Linked DNA regions of Sus scrofa: region 1 is linked to region 2. A link is a contact called in public Hi-C data. All regions are on one chromosome and are shown on one strand. Each heading gives the region's core, a stretch centred on a gene start, on an enhancer-like site or on the middle of the called end of the contact. The rest is flanking DNA. Distances are from core to core; before and after follow the strand shown. Region 1 has its middle 26 kb from the start of KCNA2. Region 2 holds the start of KCNA3 (potassium voltage-gated channel subfamily A member 3).

Evidence for each region. A called contact is a pair of places that touch in the nucleus more often than the background predicts.
Region 1: a Hi-C map of retroperitoneal adipose tissue shows a contact between it and region 2, with 1.7 times the contacts expected there. The contact joins the enhancer-like site here to the promoter of KCNA3 in region 2. A contact is called at or near these places in 1 of 5 promoter capture datasets (liver) and 14 of 47 Hi-C or Micro-C datasets (alveolar macrophages, blood, embryonic fibroblasts and 5 more).

What each region holds. Positions count from the first base shown.
Region 1 is chr4:109,529,469-109,534,023 of Sscrofa11.1, forward strand. No RefSeq gene overlaps it. Among named protein-coding and RNA genes, the nearest start is that of KCNA2, 26 kb to the right of the region's middle. Within about 2 kb of position 1,318, at least 13 of the 83 cell types and tissues checked have an H3K27ac peak or open chromatin away from gene starts, as enhancers often do. A contact at or near this core is called in embryonic fibroblasts and retroperitoneal adipose tissue, where this site is marked.
Region 2 is chr4:109,492,814-109,497,234 of Sscrofa11.1, forward strand. It overlaps KCNA3 (potassium voltage-gated channel subfamily A member 3), which reads left to right and starts at 2,407. Exons shown (of 1, transcript XM_021090046.1): 1 at 2,407-4,421. The coding sequence starts at 2,537. The coding sequence ends at 4,303.

The DNA of each region.
Region 1 (4,555 bases), core at 68-2,567, 36 kb after region 2:
GACAGGGGCCCAGAGGGCTAAGGCTGAAAAGCTTCTCCAAGGAGACCAGTTAGCTCAAGCACAGGAGAGTTGAGCCTCGACATCTGGATAAGTCAGCCTTCCAAGTCAGGGCTTGGTCTAACGATTCCATACGAGGCCGGACTCTGGACCAGCATCAGCCTCCACCTCCTACTGCTCCGTTCTTTCCAGGCAGCTAGAAGGGAACTACAAGCACATGAAACACCACCCAGAGCTGAGGCAAGTGGACAGGTTACTGACAGTTGCTCTCTGGCTGTAGCAATATGCAGGTTCGGGGCTACAGCGAGTGCCAAAGAGGAGGGGGGATGGAGAACGGAGGAGGGGAGACCCAGCGAGGGAAGCAGATTCAGAGCATGAGTTCCCCAGCTTGTTCAGTCCACCCCACTTCCCCTGCGAGTCCTTGGCACCCGTGTCACCTGAGCCACTATCCTCTGATCCCAACAGGCTGCCTTCCCGTGACCTCCAGAGGACTCTTCTCTCTCCCCAAGCTTCTGTCCAGGGACCTTCTTCCCCTGTACCAGATCCTGCTTCCTCTCCTCTAATAGCTCCTGAGAAGGATGTGTTTGCTCCTTGCTCAGCATCCCAGGTCCATAAAACTGACTTGTATTCCTAACTACCAGAGGAAGGAAACACACACAGAGGCTGGCAATACAGAACCAAGTCTCTTGGTTACTCCATGATGCTCCAGTAGGGGACGGACATCTCAGAGCCCCGAGGGAACCAGCCACCAAAGCGCCTTTCATCAGGCAGGGTCCAAACCCCCTGAAGGGCACCCACACCACCCAGGCCCTACCCAGGGGAAGAGCCAGGGCCCAGGCAGGTGCCATCGTACTAAGGCTCTCCCACAGAGCCAAGGGATGGCAGTAGGGTCGGCTGCCTGCAGAGCTGACTGAGGAGCCCATGCCAGCCACCAAGGGAGGAAGTGCTGCCAGGGAGGGCAAAGTAACCCCGCAGCAGGAAAGGAAGTGGTGGGGGGACCCCCACCTCACTGAACACACAACAGCCTTCGCAGTGGGTATAAGTTACACGCCTCACCCCGAGCTTTGTGAGACCGCCCTGCACTGCTGCACAGTTCCATGGCAGCTCCCATCCCCTCATTGCCTGCCGTGGGCGCTCTGGGCCAGTGGTTCACGGGGGCTCCCTAACTCTCCCGGGCAAGTACTGTTATAATTCTCAGATTCATGTAAAGAAGCTGTGGTTTAGAGAAGTGATGTGCTTGCCTAAGTCACAATAGTTTAAAAGCGGTCAAGCCAAGTATCAGAGTGCTTGTGTAGAACAGGCTAGCGGATGACAATCGCTTCCTGGGGAGTAGTGAAACCATGCAGGTGTAAGAAAGGTGGAGGGGAGTTCCCATTGTGGCTCGGCAGATTAAGAACCCGACAAAGGGGCCATGAGGATGTGGGTTTGATCCCTGGCCTCGCTCAGTGGGTTAGGAATCTTATAAAATGAAGGAGGGAAGGAAGGAAGGAAGGAAGGAAGGAAAGAAGGAAGGAAGGAAGGAAGGAAGGAAGGAAGGGAGGGAGGGAGGAAGGAGGGAGGGATGGAGAGGAAAAGTCCATCTCATGTTCCATGAGAGAATATGAACCTGTGTCATCAGACCTTCAGGTTTTTCGAAAGAGGTTATAATTATAGGTTTGTAAGCATAATTTCCCAGTTTGTTTTGGCTATTGATACAATTTTTTAAAATCCCAGTGCAGGTCAACACCCAGTTGGTCTCATAACCACACCCGTGAGCAGGTTCCTAGTGGTGCCCATGTAACTCTAGAGCCCAAGGTCTTAACTATTGAGATTCATTGACTCCAAATGATCAGAGAATTAGAATTTTTTTCCTGTGTGTTCCAACACTGGCCTCAGTTCTGCCACTGGGAGCACCAGGGATTCCCAAATACTCTTCTCCCTCCCTCTACTCTAGACTAAATATCCCAACCTTTTGAAGCATCTCCTCTTGGTTGATCGGCCGGACCTTTGCCTTGCTGGCCCCCGACACAATCCCCCCTGCTTTGGTGACTCCCCAAATCCATGGCTTGGAGCTGAGCCCTACTCTCCCTGCTGCACTGTGCCATGAAGAGCAAGGGCAGCTCCTTGGTCCCTGCATGACTTGTCCATGAATGGATCCCAACGTCACTTCTTTGGCTGCTAAGGTTTGCCTCGGGTTATGTGAAGGAATCCTGGCCCCTCTCCCCAGTGTTGACTGTCACTATGGAGGGGAGTGATCCCCAGTACAGTCCTGATCACCCCAGCCCTGTGGGGACTGCTCCAGGGTGAGCCCTCTACCCCCTGCAGCTGTGAGGCCCACACTTGGCTAAGCTTCCCTCCAAAAAGACAGCCCACGGTACCAAGAATCCACCTCACTGACATATGAAACAAGAAAGCCCCACCCTCGCTCCCCGTGCTTCACTCCCAATATTTGGGGGATTTTTCTATGATTCATCAGGCTCAGCGATTCACCCCAGGGCCTGATGCTCACCGCCCAGACATACCACGTGCAGCCAAAGGGCTGACCAGAGCCACAGTGGGTGAGAAGCAAAGGGGATGAGTCAAAGGTGGCAGGGGGCCAGAGGAGTAACTCTGCCGGCTCAGCCCCCTCCGTGCTCCACATCTGCCAGAAGACGGGGGCCTCCTTCGGTTCCAGCCCTGCCTGCCAACTTCCCTTCTGAAACAGAGAGGTGCAGATCTGGTGAGCTGCTGCAGAAACTGAGAAAAGCAAAGCAGCCTGTCCTCTACTCTCGTTCTGCCTGCTGGCCCATTCCTGTGGCCACTGGGGCTGGGCCGGCGCTGAGCAGCTGGGTTTTCCCCTGAGCTGACACAGATGCTGGAGTCTGGCACAGGCTCTCACAAAGGTCCCAGCTGGGAAGCTTTCCTGGTGGCCAAGTGATGCCTCACAGCTGCTGGCCAGTGACGAGGGATTCCAGCTGGTGCCAGGTGACAAAGAACAGCTCCGGGCTTTGTCCCTTGGCTACAGGACCTGTCTGCCCCACTCGCTAGACTCAGGATGTAATTTATCAGTGAGGTTACCATGGAGCAGCCGAGCCCTCAGCCCCTCGAACCACTGTGGTAAAAGCAGATTTCTAAGAGCGTATCACAACCACCACCAAAGTGCATCCGCTTTCACTGAGCAGAGAGGTCCTGGAGCTGCGGACGGGCCCCCCCAAGTGCTTAGGGACTCACGTTGATGGGGGCCTGGGGGTGGGGACACGCCACCAAGGACGAGCCTTACAGCACAGCGGCTACGGGCTCAGGCAGAATCAGGGCTGGGTGAGACCATGAATTCTAATATTGTTGCAGTAGCCGAATCCTCATCCCAAACACAATCTCACGCTGAACTGCAGTATTGCGGCAGGTGCATGGACAGCTGCTCAGGGGGAACCCCTGGGAATGGAGCCAGGAAACTTCCCCACACAGACCCCCACGACCCCCGGGGGTCCCTTAGCCTTTTCTACCAAGGCCTAGCTCACCTGACAGGGTTGAGAACCCACCACTCCAGTTCATGGTACAGAGGGGGAAACTGAGGACTGGAGCACGTGCCCTGCACTTGCCAAGGTCACATGGCCAATACGTAGTGCAAACTCAGCAGCCACAAAGGGCTTGTAAACAGGGCTTTCTTTTCTTTTCTTTTCTTTTCTTTTTTTTTCCTAGGGCCACACCCATGGCATATGGAGGTTCCCAGGCTAGGGGTTTAATCGGAGCTGTAGCCACCCACCTATGCCAGAGCTACAGCAACGCATGATCTGAGCCACATCTGCGACCTACACCACAGCTTATGGCAACACTGGGTCCTTAACCCACTGATCCAGGCCAGGGATCAAACCCGCAACCTCAGGGTTCCTAGTTGGATTTGTTAACTACTGAGCCATGATGAGAACTCCATAAACAGGGCTTTCTGTGAACCAGAACATCTGCACAAACAGGCAGCTCATGCAGCAGCGAGAGTAAGAGAATACACACATTAGATTAATTTTAATTTTGCCTCTGTCACTTTGTGGCTGCCTGTGCTCAGACCAGCCACCCGTCACAGCTGGCCTAAGACTGGGGCTACGTCCAGTGACTTCTAGAGGCCTCTCCTGCTTTAACTTCAGCATCTAGAAAACAACAAGGCCTCAGCAGAACAGAGCAGGGAGCAGGGCTCCCAAGGAGTATGCCCAGTGGCAGGCACTGTATCCAGGCTGTATCCAGGCCACCTCCAAGCCGGCTCAGCACTTCTGCTGCAGTTCTTAGCCACAGCAGCCATCATCAAGCCAAGGCTCCTGTGCTGCAGAGAAGTGCTTGGTTCTGGCTGTGGGAGTGGAGAATAAAGAGGAAGAAGAGGGAGGATGGAGGAGGGGGCAGAGCCCCAGGCAATGCAATGGCCCTAGGCCTCCACCTGTGACCAGGTTCTGCTCATGTCATCCCACGTGGCTCGAGGGCATCTGGTTTTTAAGGTCTTAGCCACTCACAATCCCTTATCTGGCGTCAAATCTGCCTCTTACATCCTCCCTCTGGGAATTCTCTCCCCTATGTTGCTTGTATCCTCAGCTACTCATTCTGTACCCATGTTCCA
Region 2 (4,421 bases), core at 1,157-3,656:
ATTTGCCCACCAACTCATTTCCTATAAACAAGAGACTAGCCGTCAGAAGGCAGTGGTTTTCAGTTCAAATAAATATGAATTGCAACAAACTACTTGGCAATCAGGAGAAAATAAGCTGCTGTTAGAAGTCTAGTATTTATTAAGCACTCACAGTGATCAACATAAGAGTTTCACAGTGTGATACAGTAGAATGAGCACTGGGCTGGGAAACGATCCAAGACTTTAGGCCCAGCTCTGCCTCTAACCAGCCATGTGAGCTTAACTAACTGCTAAACTTCTCTGGACCTCAAATATAACGTAAAGGCCATTCTAAGGCTCACAAGCAGTCTTCCAAACAAGGCGAATATATACGAAGGGGTGGGAACACTCTTTTCTGAAAGCGAGAGATCACAGCAGGGAGAATTTTGTGATCATCCATCACAGGACCATTCTCCATTCTGCTCTTCCTTGCCATTGATTAATATTAATTTCAGTACTAATTCTTGCAAATGGAGAAATAAATCACTTTCTAGGTCAGACGTAGAAGTGCATGAAACATTTGGTCTTTAAAAATAGGGTCTTTGCCTTTCTACGAGCCACGCTTGCAGCAAGCCGTCTGTCTTATTCTTAGATTTAAACATATGAATGATTGATGCGACTGCTACCCTCATTATCAGCTCAAATACAGTGTTCTCTTTTGTGAGAGAGTATTTTACATGGTTGTCCACTTTTACCATCCACTGCCTGCAGTGCCTGCCACTGACCTGGGGGAGAAGTACACGATCAAAGGACACCAGTCCCTGTTGTATCCAGAAGAGACAGAGGTGGAAAGCCTGTGGAACGACAGAGTAATGGACTGTACCAGGAGCTCAGTTTCTCTTCACCGCTCATCCCAGGCATCTCAGCAGTCCTGGGCTCAGAAAAAAGAAATGCAGACACTCCAGAGCAGATAGAAATACAAAGAATCACTTGTTGGGGCATCTGATTCAACAAACGGGTATACTGAGTTCCTACTATTTATCAGGCTTGTTGGGAATTGCTAGGAATATAAATTGGATAAGATCTGGCTCTGCCCTAGAGAACCTGAGAGTTGGGAGTGGAAGCAGTGGCCACAAATCACTCTCACTTCAAGTCAAATTGTCAGCTAAAGTATGACTGGTGAGGGAGTTGTCTATACAACAGTCCCCCTTTTGTAAAATGATTTGAATGCTACAATGGAAAACACATTTTTTAAGCCTAGGGTTGACTCTACACGGCATTGCTAAAACGTCTGGAAAGAGAAATTATGTTCAAAGTGACCGCAACATTTTGAAGAAATACTTTGTTCAAAGGGGATAACTGTAAGTCATTATCTCCAGGCCAAAATCAAGCAAGAGCTCCAAGCTGCAGAATGAGGGTTCTCCCTGTTTCACAACCAGAGAGTGGCAAATTCTCTCCAACGAGGCAAGGCCGGCCTTGGGACATCAGAGAATACCGGTCTGGCTCCTGTCCCATCACAGACTTAAGATGTGAATTTCCTTTTTCATGTTCCTCTTATTCCCCCCACCCCCCGACAGGGCTGCCCTCGACTAATCTAACCAGAAACTTGGTCCTTGATTCTTCCTAATGGCTGAAGCCTCAGCTATGAAAGGTAGTAAGACCTATTCACCGTAGAAGCGAAGTCTCTGAATGTCTTTAATGACCGTCTTCTTCTGACTCTGGGTGCGAGTCTCATCAGCAGCCACATTATTCTGCTGGGCTTCTCACCCAAACAGGAGTTCAATTATTTACAGCCCTCCCATCCTGGCGGTGTTTCACCCTCAAGTGAGCACAAGGTGCTGGCACCCGGTTCGCCTTTTCCCCAGATCGCCCACCTGGCTTGCCACCCCTTCCGTCAGAAGCGCTGCGGTCCTACAGCGCGTCCAAGTCCTCCCTCCTCGCAGGCCTCCGCCTTAGGCCACCCGGGCCCTGTGGAGCCCCGCTCCCGCGGCGGGTCCAGGTGGAGCGTGCGGGGCGAGGAGGCCGGCGCCTGCGGGCTGCAAAGCAGCCCAGAGCCGATCGAGAAGGCTCGCGACCCGGACGCGGCCTCGGGGGGGCGGGGCCGCTTCGGCTGGGTGCGGGCTCTGCGGGGACCCTTAAATGCAAAATGGGGGCACTAGGGTGACCCAGAGGGGCGGGGAGGGCGGCGGCGAGGGGCAGAGGCGAGCGGCTACCTGGGAGCCGGGCGCGCGCCCGTGCGGTGGGCGGGAATCCGGAGGGGACGCGGAGGGGCGGGAGCGCGGCCCGCGGGGGGAGAGGGCGGAGGGGAGGGCGCGGGGGAGAGGAGGAGGGAGGAGGAGGGAGGAGGGAGGGAGGAGGAGGGAGGAGGGAGGGAGGAGGAGGGAGGAGGAGGGCGGGGAGGGCTGAGGAGGCGTCTCTTTGGAGCATCCCGCCGGCCCGCGCCAGACTCAGACCCAGCCTCGCGGCGGCTGCAGCCGCAGCAACAGGCGGCGGGCTCGCCAAGGGGCGGAGGCGGCGAAGGGGCGGGGAGCGCGAGGAGGAGCGAGCTGGTCCCGCGCCGCCGCCTCTTCCCCGCCGCATGGACGAGCACCTCAGCCTCCTGCGCTCGCCGCCGCCGCCGCCCTCAACCCGCCACCGCGCCCACCCTCCGCAGCACCCGGCGAGCCGCGGCGGTGGCGGCGGCGGCGGCGGCGGTGGTGGTGGCGACGCCCACACGCTGGTGAACCCCGGCTACGCCGAGCCCGCCGCGGGCCCCGAGCTGCCGCCCGACATGACGGTGGTGCCTGGGGACCACCTGCTGGAGCCTGAGGCCGCCGACGGCGGCGGGGACCCGCCTCAGGGCGGCTGCGGCGGTGGCGGCGGCTGCGACCGCTACGAGCCGCTGCCGCCCGCGCTGCCGGCCGCCGGGGAGCAGGACTGCTGCGGGGAGCGCGTGGTCATCAATATCTCCGGGCTGCGCTTCGAGACGCAGCTCAAGACCCTCTGCCAGTTCCCGGAGACGCTGCTGGGCGACCCCAAGCGGCGCATGAGGTACTTCGACCCGCTCCGCAACGAGTACTTCTTCGACCGCAACCGGCCCAGCTTCGACGCCATCCTCTACTACTATCAGTCCGGGGGGCGCATCCGCCGGCCGGTCAATGTGCCCATCGACATCTTCTCCGAGGAGATCCGCTTCTACCAGCTGGGCGAGGAGGCCATGGAGAAGTTCCGCGAGGACGAGGGCTTCCTGCGGGAGGAGGAGCGGCCCCTGCCCCGCCGCGATTTCCAGCGCCAGGTGTGGCTGCTCTTCGAGTACCCGGAGAGCTCCGGACCCGCCCGGGGCATCGCCATCGTGTCGGTGCTCGTCATCCTCATCTCCATCGTCATCTTCTGCCTGGAGACGCTGCCCGAGTTCCGCGACGAGAAGTACTACACCGCCTCGCCGTCGCAGGAGCTGTTTGAGGGGGGCAGCAACAGCACGTCGGGGGCCCCCGCGGGGAACTCCAGCTTCTCGGATCCCTTCTTCGTGGTGGAGACCCTGTGCATCATCTGGTTCTCCTTTGAGCTGCTGGTGCGGTTCTTCGCCTGCCCCAGCAAAGCCACCTTCTCGCGAAATATCATGAACCTGATAGACATCGTGGCCATCATCCCGTATTTCATCACTCTGGGCACCGAGCTGGCCGAGCGACAGGGCAATGGACAGCAAGCCATGTCCCTGGCCATCCTGAGGGTCATCCGGCTGGTGCGGGTCTTCCGCATCTTCAAGCTCTCGCGCCACTCCAAGGGGCTGCAGATCCTGGGCCAGACGCTGAAGGCTTCCATGCGGGAGTTGGGGCTGCTCATCTTCTTCCTCTTCATCGGCGTCATCCTTTTCTCCAGCGCGGTCTACTTTGCTGAGGCAGACGACCCCACTTCAGGTTTTAGCAGTATCCCGGATGCCTTCTGGTGGGCTGTGGTAACCATGACAACGGTAGGCTACGGTGACATGCACCCGGTGACCATAGGGGGCAAGATTGTAGGGTCACTCTGTGCCATCGCTGGTGTCTTGACCATTGCTTTGCCAGTCCCTGTGATCGTCTCCAACTTCAATTACTTCTATCACCGGGAGACGGAAGGGGAAGAGCAAGCCCAGTACATGCACGTGGGAAGTTGCCAGCACCTCTCCTCTTCAGCCGAGGAGCTCCGGAAAGCGAGGAGTAACTCCACTCTGAGTAAGTCGGAGTATATGGTGATCGAAGAGGGGGGTATGAACCATAGCGCTTTCCCCCAGACCCCCTTCAAAACGGGCAATTCCACGGCCACTTGCACCACGAACAATAATCCCAACTCCTGTGTCAACATCAAAAAGATATTCACCGATGTTTAACATATAAAACAAGTGACATGCTGTGCTCGGTATTGTGTGGACCGTGCCCCCTTGGTCTGTGTATGCCCTTGTTTTATACATTTCCAGACCATTCATCAAGGAAAGGACACGAAGAAGT